Regions from separate parts of the Oryza sativa genome. Here region 1 is linked to region 2. A link is a contact called in public ChIA-PET data. All regions are on one chromosome and are shown on one strand. Each heading gives the region's core, a stretch centred on a gene start, on an enhancer-like site or on the middle of the called end of the contact. The rest is flanking DNA. Distances are from core to core; before and after follow the strand shown. Region 1 holds the start of LOC4328807. Region 2 holds the start of LOC107280052 (ethylene-responsive transcription factor ERF039).

Region 1 (6,042 bases), core at 3,022-5,521, 66 kb before region 2:
TGCGATTTGAAGCCAAGCAATGTACTTTTCAACCATGACTATGTTGCCTGCGTCTGTGACTTTGGTCTGGCAAGGTCAATTCGTGAATATTCATCCGGAACTCAAAGCATATCAAGAAGCATGGCTGGGCCAAGGGGGTCTATTGGGTACATTGCTCCTGGTGAGTTGGTTTTCACTTTTCAGAGCACACTGCAGAAAATCATTTATTTAATATAACGAAATTACGATTATATCTCTTATGATTATACACCCCCGTTGCTGTAGAAGCGGGGTTTAAAAATTCCCATTATCTAAAAAAATCTCTTATGATTATAATATGGTACTCCTATATTTTGCTGGTTATCTGAATCTTTTGTTTTCAAACAAAGCAGAGTATCATTTAATAAAAAGGACTTCAGTATTTTATGATTAACAATATGGTTCATTTTACTGGTGATCTGAGCTTTTTGGTTTCAAAACATTGCAGAGTATGGCATGGGCAGTCAAATCTCAACTGAGGGTGATGTCTATAGTTATGGCATTATTCTTCTGGAAATGCTAACAGGAAGACACCCTACCAATGAAATATTTACTGATGGCTTCACACTCCGCATGTATGTCAATGCATCACTTTCACAGATCAAAGACATACTTGACCCCAGGCTTATTCCTGAAATGACAGAACAACCTTCTAATCATACCCTGCAATTGCATGAACACAAGACAGGTATAATGGATATCTGTGCTCTACAACTCCTTAAACTTGGCCTGGAATGCTCTGAAGAGTCGCCAAAAGATCGGCCATTGATACATGATGTATATAGTGAGGTAATGTCAATAAAGGAAGCATTTTTCGCCACGAGCATTTGACGTTAGGTAATAAAATGGTGTCAATAGAAGTGGAACACTGAGGAATGAAGCATGAACGTTAGGTAATAAATTGGTGTCTGCAGCACTGCCGAATTTATCTTCCGAAGTTTCTTGATCACTACAGCAGTAAGCTACAGATGTTTTTGCTGCTACAACACGATACATTTGCACACTGTTATTTACTGATGCATTTCAAGCAGCAATTCCTATCATGTAATAAAAATTCTTGTATAGTTCAATGATTTGTTGCCGGGATGCAGCTTGATCTGTTTTCAAAGTACTACTACTAGTAAAGCCTTCACGTCACAGGAATAAAGAAAAATATAAAAATAGTATCGCATATTCTATCTTACTTAGGAAAGATAGACATATTTGGTAGAGCTCCAACTCATAAATTTAACTTTAGGAATTGGGTTTAGAGTGGAGTTGTAGAGCAGCCTAAACCCAGCTCCACCTCTGTAGTTCATTTTCTCTAATTCATTTTGTGAGAACACACTCCAAGCAGCTCCACACTCATTTTAAATAGAGCTGAAACTGTTTAGCTAGACTTCAGCTCCACCTTTGAGTCCCCGAGGGTAAATTCGTGTGATTTTGGGGTAAATTAGGTTACGTACGGTAAATTCGGGTGTAATCTGGAAGCTGTGCCTGAGCGTGTTAAGCATTTTATTAGTTGGAAATTTTATAGTATTTGTTGATTGTTGACAATTGAAATTTCTAGTTGGTATTTTTTTAGTCCGTAAGATGCAAATCTAAAGGGAGATAATTTTTCTCAAAAATCACCCGACGGATGCATAGGCAATTCCTCTTTTGTTACGCCATTTATACTGGCGTGGCGGTAGTTAAATGCCACGCCATGTTTGCTAGCAAGGCACTATCTTGGCAACCACAACATCCACACAGATTGATAGCCAAATGGAGGACATGAAAATGCCATATCTTACTGGTGGGTGTCAACTGAGTACAGCTTCTACAGGGCATTGCCTAGTTCCATCTTTAACCATAAACATCAGAATTCAAGATACAAATCACACATGAGCAGCTCTTTCCTTTCACCTATATGTTGTTTGGCCTCAGAATAGGGAAACCTACCTCCTGTTCCTTTCATAATCTGTCCACATCTTCTTCGCAATATAATCTCTCAAAGCATCACCCATGCTACATTGGTTGTTCAGTTCTTCGACATCATTGCCATAAGCATCATCCCCACTGGGTAAAACTACAGTTCTACGGGATGAAACTGGCATTGCCTGGTTAAATGCCCACCCATCATCATCATCATCATCTTTTTGGCCCTGCATTATATTGTGCAGCACCACTGCTGCTGCTGGGATTTTCGCTTGAGTTTCTATCTGATAGAATGTTGCGACATTTAAAATTGGGAACCTCATCTTCAATAGCGCTGTGGCACGCTTTATGTTGTTGCGCAGCTTTGAGTGACGAAGGTTGAACAACTCCTTGTAGTCACTTGGCTGACAATTGCTCTGCTCCTCCTCTTCAATATGGTATGCAGCTTCTCTATAAGGAGCAAGAAAAGATGGTGTGTTTGCATAACCCCTATCAACCAAATAATACTTGTTACTTGGGACTTCAAATCCAGACTCCACAGCAGCATATAGGACTGCCGCGTCGGATGCAGACCCTTCGTGGCCACTGCACACATGGACAAAATTCAAATCAAAGTCACAAGCCAGCATCACATTTTGAGAAAGGGAATCTTCTATATTTCGATATGGAGCTGCTTCATAGTCTGATATTGTGATAGGTACATGAACTCCATCGATTGCCCCTATACAGTTCTGCAAGGAAACACACTACTGATTCAGATGTAGCAGAGAAGTGTAGAACTTCATACAATGCAAAGAGACAGGTTAAACCTACCTTAAAATAAGGCCCATATTGCGGATCAGATGATATTTTCCAATGAGTCTCAGTTGAAGGATGCTTGACAAACTCATCTGTCAATGAGGTGATTGCATCAAAGCATGCCTTGATATGTCTATGGATAGTCTCCCTACTGTGCTCAAATCTATCACTCATTTTCTGAAAGCTGGCATTTCGAGAGAGCATATAAATAAACATGCCAATTTGCTCTTCCACAGAAACGCCTCTTGTATTCCGCAAAAGATTCTTTGACCTAAGAAGGTCTGAAAATTTCTGAAGAATTTGAGGCTCCATTCGAAATTTGGCATAGCCTTCACCACGGTCATCTTCAAGCACTTCACAAATCCACTCTGCACCACTGAACTTCGATGTATGACATGGCTCTTCGCTTCCAGTAGAAACAAGATATAGTGTAGGCAAGATAAAAAACATCATGTCATCATCTTCATCTTCCTCAGAGTCAGTAAGATCTTCAGGATCCATTTTCTCAAAATCTATTAGAATCCGAGTAGATTAATTTTAGAATGATGAACTGATAAGAATATCAAATGCCTAAAACAATGATGAAAATTCGAGTGCTGGCTGCAAAACCCCTGAGGAGTTAAACAAAAGCATAACAATATTTGTAGTTTTATGCGTGAAATACAGGCCAACAATCCGAGTCCCAAGATTTTACATTCTTTGTAGTTGAACAAATTACACAACAACTTAATTTTAAATCAAGGAAATACAGATCATATTTGTAACAAAGCAACCTTGCATCAAAATTTTGGCTCGCAATTTCGCATAGTTTATGATCCAGAACACATGCTACTGTCTATATTTTAAAAAATACTCTACAGATGAGCCCATCCCCCTTGGTATTCCTCCAAACAACAGAGGAATGTGAAAGAAGTCACACGAATGATTCAAGGAAAGGCCCTCAGTTATACTGTTGAGGCAGTGCAGCCAACTTCAGCGTCGCATCAGCTACCTAACTAAGGACGATTGGTGAAATGCCAATAAATCCTTCCTACTCCTATACATTACCGCGGCCGCATCAAAGTAACAGAAATAGCAAATCCCACAGCACAGATGATGCAGAACATAGCGGCATTTACACATCAGTAGAACACACAGTGAATCGATCCTATCTCTCAACTAATTGATGGATACATCCGTAGCCGCATGAAGCACAAATGCACAATGGATTGCTGTTAGCTATTCAAATGATTGGAGAAGTATGTGCTCTTTTACCTGAGGATCGGAAACGGAACCGGAACCTTCAACTTGGCCGGAAAACAAGGGCGAAGTAGCCGAGGCCGCCCAAGTCGCCGCCGGCGGGGGGATGGCGACGGAGCCGGGACGGAAGAAGCAGCCCTTCTAGCCGACGGGAAGAGCGCGCAGGCGAGGAGAGGAGGATCTCGGAGGCAGCGAGGTCACCGGACCCGACCGACGGGCGAGCGATTCGACGGCGACGAGGGCACGCAAGCGGAAGCGGCAGCGGCGACGGCGACGGCGACGGCAACGGCGAGGAAACCCTTGCCGAGTTGACTAGCCTTGTCTGGAATTCTGGATGGGCCGCCAGATAATTACCAGGCCCACATAAACTTGTGGGTCTTAACAGAGGTCCATTAAAAAGCTTAAGGAATAAGTTCACTTTGGGGCCCTCCATTTGTCGCCCCTGTCCGATTTTCGTTTAGTCACAAAACCGGATACGACGGGTCCCCCAACTTACGGAACAGTTTAAATGGGCCCCTCAACAGTATTATATCTGGTTTTGGCTGAGGTAGCACCTATGTGACTCATTTTGACTAGGTTTTTGTCTAACGTGTTGTTGACGTGACGCTTACGTGGTAATTAGATCCGATAAAATAATAAAACTTGTGGGACCCACATGTCAGTTTCACACACAAATAATAAAAAATGATGGGCCCATGTGGACCCACACGTCATCATCACTACCTCTTCTCTCTATCTCCTCTCCCTCTATCCTCTCTCTCCCTCCTCTCTCTCAAGCCGGCGGAGCGTGGTGGGTGGCGGCCGGAGCGGGCGACGGTGGGGTGGAGCATAGGGATGGTCGGCGGTCAGAGCGGCGCCGTGTCATGGCGCGAAGCGGCCAGTTGGCGGCCGGAGCAGCGAGGCGGGCGGCCGACGGCAAGGCAAAGCCATTGGGCGGAGTAGAGGGGTGGCCGGAGCAGCGTGGCGAAGCCGTTGGGCGGAGCGGTGGTAGAGCAGAGGGGTGGAGCCAATGGGCGAAGTGGGGTGGTCAGCGGCCGGTCGACGGCCGGAGCGGCGGCGGGGAAGAAGAGGAGGAGCGGTGCGTCGTGGGCGGAGCAGAGGGGCGGAGCGGCCGGCCGGCGGGGGAGAAGTCGTGGCGGTGGCCAAAGGGGCACGCGACGGCGACCGGCGGGAGCGGAGCAACCCATACCTGCATCCCTGACGAACGGACCGCCGGCGGCGGCGGCGATGGAGCTCCTCCCTACCATGAGGCAGAGGGAGGTGATGCAGGTGGCGCACGTGCGGTGCATCGAGGTGGCGGTGTGGTTGGGGACGAGGAGGGTGACCCTAGGGAGGATGCGGCGGCGAGGTGCGCGGCGGCGGGGGAGGTGGTGGGGAGCGCTGCTGGGGTTGGGAGGAGCGCCAGGATGGACATGGCAATCGCCACCGCGGCGGTCGTGGCGATGGGTACGGGGAGCCGTGTCATCTACAAGCTCGTCTCGTGGCCGCGGCATGCCGCCGCCCCGCCACTCCGCCTGGCCCTCCGCTCCGCCGCCGCTCCGCCGGCTGTGAGGCGGCGCCGCGGCGCGATGATGAAGAAGAGGGAGTGCGTGGAGCGCCGCCTTGCCCCTCGCCTGCTCCGGTCGCCGCCGCTTTGCCGGCCTACTCCGGTTGCGGCCCGGCCCGCCCCTCTCGGCCCCACCCATCGCTTGCTCTGGCTGCGAGAGAGAGAGGAATTATTTTGTGTGTAGCTGACATATGGGTCCCACGATTTTTATTATTTTGTGGGGATAAAATTGCCATGTAAACGCCATGTCAATGCCACGTGGGACGAATATCAGTCAAAGGAGCCATGCAAGTGCCACGTCAGTCAATTAAAACTACGCTCCATACTGCTAGGGGACCTCGTTTGCCCGGTTTTCGTAAGTTGGGGGACGGGTTATACCCGGTTTTGCGGTTAAGGGATGAAAATCGAACTGACGAAGAAATAGAGGGACCTAAAGTGAACTTATTCCAAAGCTTAATAATGAACAGACAACTCCAGGCCCATTATCGTTAAAGGGCCGGCCCACCGGTCCACATGTATGGGCCGTAATTCAAGCCCATACACCC
Region 2 (6,658 bases), core at 3,777-6,276:
AATAGTGTACAAACACATTTCCCTCCTATTTTTTCTAAAGATAGCATAAAAATCAACTTATTCCGGGACTTACTAAAGTGGTGTTTGTTCATACTTTAATATGAAGATGAAGTTTTAGATGAAGATGAAGATGAACTTAAAAAACAAATGTATCTGACATTTTAGAGAAACTTCTCTGTATATAAAGTTTTCATAAGAAATGTACCATTTAATAATTTAAAAATATGCCGATAAAAACTGAGGTAGAATATACAGTATATCTCAATTAATTAGAGAATAATGGGGTGCATCGCTAACCGCCGGCCAGAGACAGCCAGACAGGGCGGTGGCTGGCCATGCCAATGCAGGGCTAGCTAGCTCCTCTTACTACTGTATACATCTCCCATATGCATCTGCAGCTGCAGAGAGCAACGACGACGACGACTACTCGATCGATCGCTTACCATACAGTATACACATGTGTGCAGCAGTAGTGTTGCACACTCGTTTCACTGCAGCTGAGTTTGACGTCCAGAGACACTCGATCGATCAGAGCAATGCATGCATGCTTGCAAATTAAAATTGCAAAGGAAAGGATGGATCTAGCTAGACTTACTCTGTGCTGTGCGTTGATTTTGATTCCCAGCGAACAGTGCCCCCCCCCCCCCCCCCCTCCCCCTGCGAGAGCTTCATTATTTCTCGATCGCCCAGCAAAGATGGATCGCTCGATGGCGACGCTTCTCCAATTCACCTTTGTCCCGTAAACACTGCTTCTTTACCTTGGGCTGGCGATCGATCATCTAGAAGGGAAAAAAAATCTTGTTTCGGTCTTTATGTCGGCTTATTAATAAATTAAATATAATTTATAGATAAAACTTTATATGTATGTACTTAACGTCTTAAAAAAATCAATATTAAAAACGGAATCATGCTGAAAGAAAATTTAAAATTAACTCTAAAATTAAGGTTGAATATTTAAATTTTGACGACGCCTTATAAAGGCAAATTTCGTGTCACATATTAGGGTTATTTAGATTGAAACCAAAATTTTATCGTACCAATTTTTTGGCCATTTCAGTAGTATGACAAGCTCAGTTGTATTTAGTTTGCTACCAATTTTTGCTCATACTAATACAAATTGTATTTCAATAAATTTGGTATTGTCAAAACCCGTCCTGGTTTTGACACTGAAAAGAGGCATTACCACAATATTATAGGAAAAAACTAATTAACTTCGAACTAAGTTGCTGTGTTACTCAGTTCGTTTCAGTGACACAGTATGCAGTAGTATAACAAAGTACTACTTTCGTTCTAAAATAAGTACAACCGTGGGTATCTTATTTGAAAAATTTACAATAAAAAGTTTAAAAAATTAGTCACACAAAGTAATATTCATGTTTTATCATCTAGTAACAATAAAAATACTAATCATAAAAAAATTTCAAATAAAATAAACGATCAAACGTTGGACATATAAATAGTGAAAAGCTTTACATATATTTTATAGTAGGGAGGGAGTACTACAGTACACGACAGTTTGATCCGTAATCCGTAGTACGTACACTAGCTCGGCATGTTCCAGTGTTTCATTCCCAAATCAGATTTTACCAGGAAGACTTGCACTGTTGCAGTCAATCCTGTCCTTTGCAAGATGCAGGAGTACCCACACCCTGTGTACTACATTGATCTGGTCCTGATCACCTGACACACATCTCTCTTGCTTTCACAACTTGTTGCATATCCCTACACCCTGTATGATGACTCGCCTTTTCTTTACCCGTTCATTGTGTTGTTTCCCTTCACAAGTACAAATCAATCCCTGAATGCGCACGTCCGTGTGTTGCGTATGCCCATGCATCACACAAATCTAGTACTCCCTCCTCTCAATTTGGCTTTGTCCGAATGTGGGGATATATAGCTGGATATATAGGTCGAGATTTTTAGCGGCATATAAAATGAGATTAGGTATTAGTATATAATTAATTAAGTACTAACTATTATAAAATAAAAATAGATTTATTTTTTAAAAGAATATATATAAAGTTTTTACGATACACATCATTTAATGGTTTGAAAAACGTGTTTATGATAGATGAGAAAGGTAGCTGAGTCAAAAAGCTAATAAAAACTCCTCCTAAGTTGTTTAAGAAAACATTAACTTTTTTAAATACTTGTCCAGTTACACAATCAGAAATTAAGTTTTTTTTAAGCGGAGTAATATATCTGTCTTTTTGTTTTTCTCTCCCATGTGGTGGTCCTGTGAAACTCTCTGCGCATTGTCTGAAGGATTACATTTGCGACCAATTAATCGAGCTCACTCCAGAACAGTGCAGACAAGCCTTACTACCTAGCAGCAGCATGACGTACTTGGACCTGGACAAAACTCTGAATATTCTGAAAAAACCACACACATGCATATTGACATGCACACCAAGAAGCACTGTTCACTTGGAGAAAACCTCTGACCAGTCATTACTCAGATGGAGCTGGCATCTCTCCCAACCACAACCTAGCTATATAATAGACTGGAAATGGCTCTCTTCCAATCAGTGGCTGTCCAAGAAAAATGACAAGAAACGAACAAAAGGATGGAACCAAAAAAAAAAAAAGGTATAGTACAACCAAATATTTGGACGATAGATGCATGGCGATATTTTTGGGGTGCATTACATGGATTGAGCCATATATCTTGTTGCTTTCTTAATTTCACACCATCCAAAAAATACAACAGACAACTCTCTAGCTAGCTTAATTGCTTTTGCGTGTCCGTGAGAGAGATGTACTGAAGTGTGTGTCCCTCTCTCAAATAATAATCAATATATATATATATATATATATATATATATATATATATATATATATATATAGGATTAATTAATCAATTAAGCACACAATTAAACCTATACCCATCTATCCCTAAAATATCAACTTCCGGAGGTACGGCCAAATTCATCCTTAAAAATTAATTATTTTTAGGACGGAAAGTGTGTAGCTAGCTACGGCAGCGTACTTGCAATCTCATTTTTTCGCTTATACTTATAAGCCAATATTTAAATTTTTAATTTTAAATTTAGAGTTGATTCTAGGGTTTTTTTAATTGTAGTTTTATTTTTCAACCTTTACTTTTATATCACCAAGAACGCGTATATAAAAGTTTTATTCATAAATTATTTTTCGTTTACAAATATACCATTTTACTTATTCCTTGAATAAGCCAAAAGATGGCCCGTTGGACTAGTTGCTGACCAAATAATTACTAAAGCAGTGAAAGAAAGTTACATTTTGATCAAATTAAGTTAAGTTCAATTTTCACCACACGCACAAAAATGGCTGCCTCAGTACTACTAGTCAGTAGTGCTTCGGCTACTTTTTCCTTACACTTTATAATTAGGATGAGTGATCAAAGAACACTAGCTAGTTAATTACCCAATTGATAGCAATGGTACTAAATTAAAGCCGTCATTTGAAGTTGTTGCTTAATCAATTGCCCCCTGCACTGAATATATATGCATGCAGGAACCTAGCTGCTAGCTAGGAGTTGTACATATACTCCCTATGTTTCACGCCGTTGACTTTTTATCATATGTTTGACCGTTCGTCTTATTAAAAAATTAAGTAATTATTAATTCTTTTCCTATCATTTGATTCATTATTAAATATATTTTTATGTAGACATATAATTTTACGTATCTCATAAAAGTTTTTAAATAAGACGAACGGTAAAACATGTGCTAAAAAGTCAACGGTGTCAAACATTTCGAAACGGATGGAGTATATAATGATAATATAGTAATGGTTGAGGAGGAGGAGGATTCAATTATGGACCATTGATGGCCAAATTAACAATGTAGTGCTTGCATGTAAAGATTTTTATTATACATAATTAAGTCATTAATGACTTAGCTTAGTTGACACTCTGCAGGTAGAGCCACTAGGCAAGAGGGAAGACAAATTCAGAAGACAAGAGCCCCAAACTGAACAAAAAGGCAAAGCTACAGGACACTTGAAACGAAAGGGGAAAAAATCAAGCAGAAATATATATTAAGCCTGCCTGAAAAAAGATTAAAAAAAGAAGAAAAAAAACTGGAAACCTATGTACAGATTTAGGAAGCTGGAAAAAAAAGGAGAGATTAAAATTAAAGAAGCTAGAGCTGTTAATTACTTGGTAATTAATTAGAGATTAATTATTATTATGATCGAATCACAGGTTCCATAAGAGGGCACCAACCGACTGGGCCCATCCATGGTGGTCGGCGTCGAGGCCGAACAGGTCGTCGTGCGCCGCGGCCGCCGCCGCCGCCGCGGCGGCCGCCGCGTAGCCGCCGTCGATCCAGACGGGGTCGCACCACGGGTGTTCCGCCGCCGTGTCCTGGAACGCGGCGCCGAACACGAGCTCGGCGGCGTCCAGCTCGTCGAGCCGCGGCAGCTCGACGATCGCCTCGAGCTCGTCGTCCGCCGCGCCGGCGCCGCTGACACCGCCGTTCTTGGGCGTCAGGAATGCGGCGGCGGCGGAGTCGGCCTGCACGGTGAGCGACGACGGCGGCGGCTGGGGGGGCTCCATGGCGGCGGCGCGGGCGGCGGCGGCCTGGACGTCGCGCGGGGAGGCGGAGGCCGGGCGCGGGAGCGAGGCGGCCATGTCCGGGAAGTTGAGGACGGCGGCGGGGCCCTTGACGACGAGTGCGGCGGCGTCGTGGGCGCGCGCGGCCATCTCCGGCGTCGGGAACGTGCCGAGCCAGATGCGCGACTTCTTCCGGGGCTCCCTGATCTCCGACACCCACTTCCCCCACGCCCGCATCCGCACGCCGCGGTACGACGGGTGCCTCCCGCCATCCCCTGATCTCCCCCTCTTCTCCCCTCCTCCTCCTCCCCTCCTCCCCTCCACCGGCGACTCCGGCGGCGACGCCCCACCCGACGACGCAGGGCTACACACCTCCAGCTCCGGCATTGCGGCCAAAGCAAAGCCTCGAGCTCGAGCTGGAGCTTGAGGTAGCAATGGAGGAGGAGTGAGGCTGCGTCGAGGAGGTGGATGAGTTGCCCGTTTTAGTAGTAGTGGGCGGCAGCGGGTGAAGAGGAGAGAGGAGAGAGAGAGAGAGAGAGAGAGCTCCGTGTTCACAGCGACAGCTGAGCTAACCTCCTCACCTCGATCGAGCTCGCCTCTCAATGGCTAATTAACTGAGCTAATGACGCATTAGCAGTATAACCACGTAGTACTGGCAGTGTGTGTCAGCTGCAACCCATCATTGTGTGGCTAACTATGGCTATTATATATGAGATTTTTTCCGGTCCAACGAAAAGTATCTCGATATACCGGTACCTGACGTTACCAAATTGTTTTCGATCGTTGGATCGAGCTGGTCAGGATGTGCATTGTTAGATTCAACAATTAGAAAATGATTTGGTACCGATATCTCGAGATATTTTTTTGTTGAACCGAAGTAAATCTTATTATATATATAATCTATAGTTAATTAGTCCCTTTATCCCTAAATATTTAACGCCGTTGACTTTTTTAAACATGTTTGACCGTTCGTCTTATTTAAAAACTTAAGTGGTAGTAGCATATTTAACAATGAATCAAATGATATGAAAAGAATTATTAATTAATTAAAATTTTTAAATAAGATAAACGGTTAAATATGTTTTAAAAAATCAACGGCGTCAAAATATCTGGAGAAGGAGAGAGTAGATAGATAGAAGAAATATATAGCGCCGCCATAATGCCGTATAGTTACGGGGACCCGATTTGGAGTTGATGTACGTACGGTTGACGAACCATGCAAGGATTCGTTGGGTTGCTTACACTTTTTTGGTTGGTTTAAGTACCTAAGTGGTTAGACTGGTACACACATTGCAAGCCGTTGCATGCAGTACACTGCTTTAGTTTCGATCGACCGTTCGATCTCCGATTTAATTCGTTGCATATGCACCCAGCTCTGATTGATTTTGCTACGTACTCTCTCCGTTTCAACTTAGGCCTGTTTATTTCAGCTTAAGATTATTATAATATAGATTATTAAATCAGATTACTATAAGCTGGATTATAATAAACTGACATAGAATAAGCTGTTAGCCTTTTGATTCTCTGGATTATTAGCTGTTATTCACCCAATAATTTAGAAAAAGCACCTTTAGAGTGGATTATCATATTATAATAATCCGGCTTATAGATTATAATAATCAATCATAATAAGCTATCTGTTTGTTTCAGCTTACTCCTAATAATTCAGATTATCATAATCCTAAACTGAATCAAACGTGGTCTTAATTACTAGTCGTTTCGGATTAGTTATTATAAATCAAATGTGTCTAGCTAGCTAACTTTGACTATTAATTTTTGAAAATCTGCATGGTTTGGCAACATTATGATAGGATTTCTCATGATAAATCTAAATATATAAATCTTGTGATGTGTCAAACTATATAAGTTTAATTATATAAATTCATATTCAAAGATTAATATCATTGACCAATTAAGGACAAATCTAGAACAAGTAATTTGAGATGAAGGGAGTACTTTTGATCACCTGTAATAATTAAGCAACTAATTTTGGATTTAATTTTTGTGTACACAGCGATTTCCTTAATTTGGAACGCAAGGATTTTAGGAACGCGTACATAATTGCAAGGGAAATATTTCATAAGTGAGGTTCTAAAAATAATAGGCCAAATTTGGTTTGGT

The links. ChIA-PET counts read pairs in DNA pulled down with a chosen protein or histone mark.
Region 1: an H3K27ac ChIA-PET map of leaf shows a contact between it and region 2, with 9 times the contacts expected there. The contact joins the promoter of LOC4328807 here to the promoter of LOC107280052 in region 2. A contact is called at or near these places in 12 of 15 Hi-C or Micro-C datasets (leaf, leaf mesophyll, panicle and 2 more) and 3 of 4 datasets of contacts at active chromatin or transcription factors (leaf and seedling).

What each region holds. Positions count from the first base shown.
Region 1 is chr2:7,454,680-7,460,721 of ASM3414082v1, reverse strand. It overlaps LOC4328807, which reads right to left and starts at 4,271. Exons shown (of 3, transcript XM_015767931.3): 1 at 3,967-4,271; 2 at 2,728-3,224; 3 at 1,755-2,645. The coding sequence starts at 3,213. The coding sequence ends at 1,935. LOC4328808 (probable LRR receptor-like serine/threonine-protein kinase At3g47570) reads left to right here. Exons shown (of 2, transcript XM_015768454.3): 1 at 1-160; 2 at 467-1,116. The coding sequence ends at 849.
Region 2 is chr2:7,388,589-7,395,246 of ASM3414082v1, reverse strand. LOC107280052 (ethylene-responsive transcription factor ERF039) reads right to left here and starts at 5,026. Exons shown (of 1, transcript XM_015769257.3): 1 at 3,834-5,026. The coding sequence starts at 4,924. The coding sequence ends at 4,181.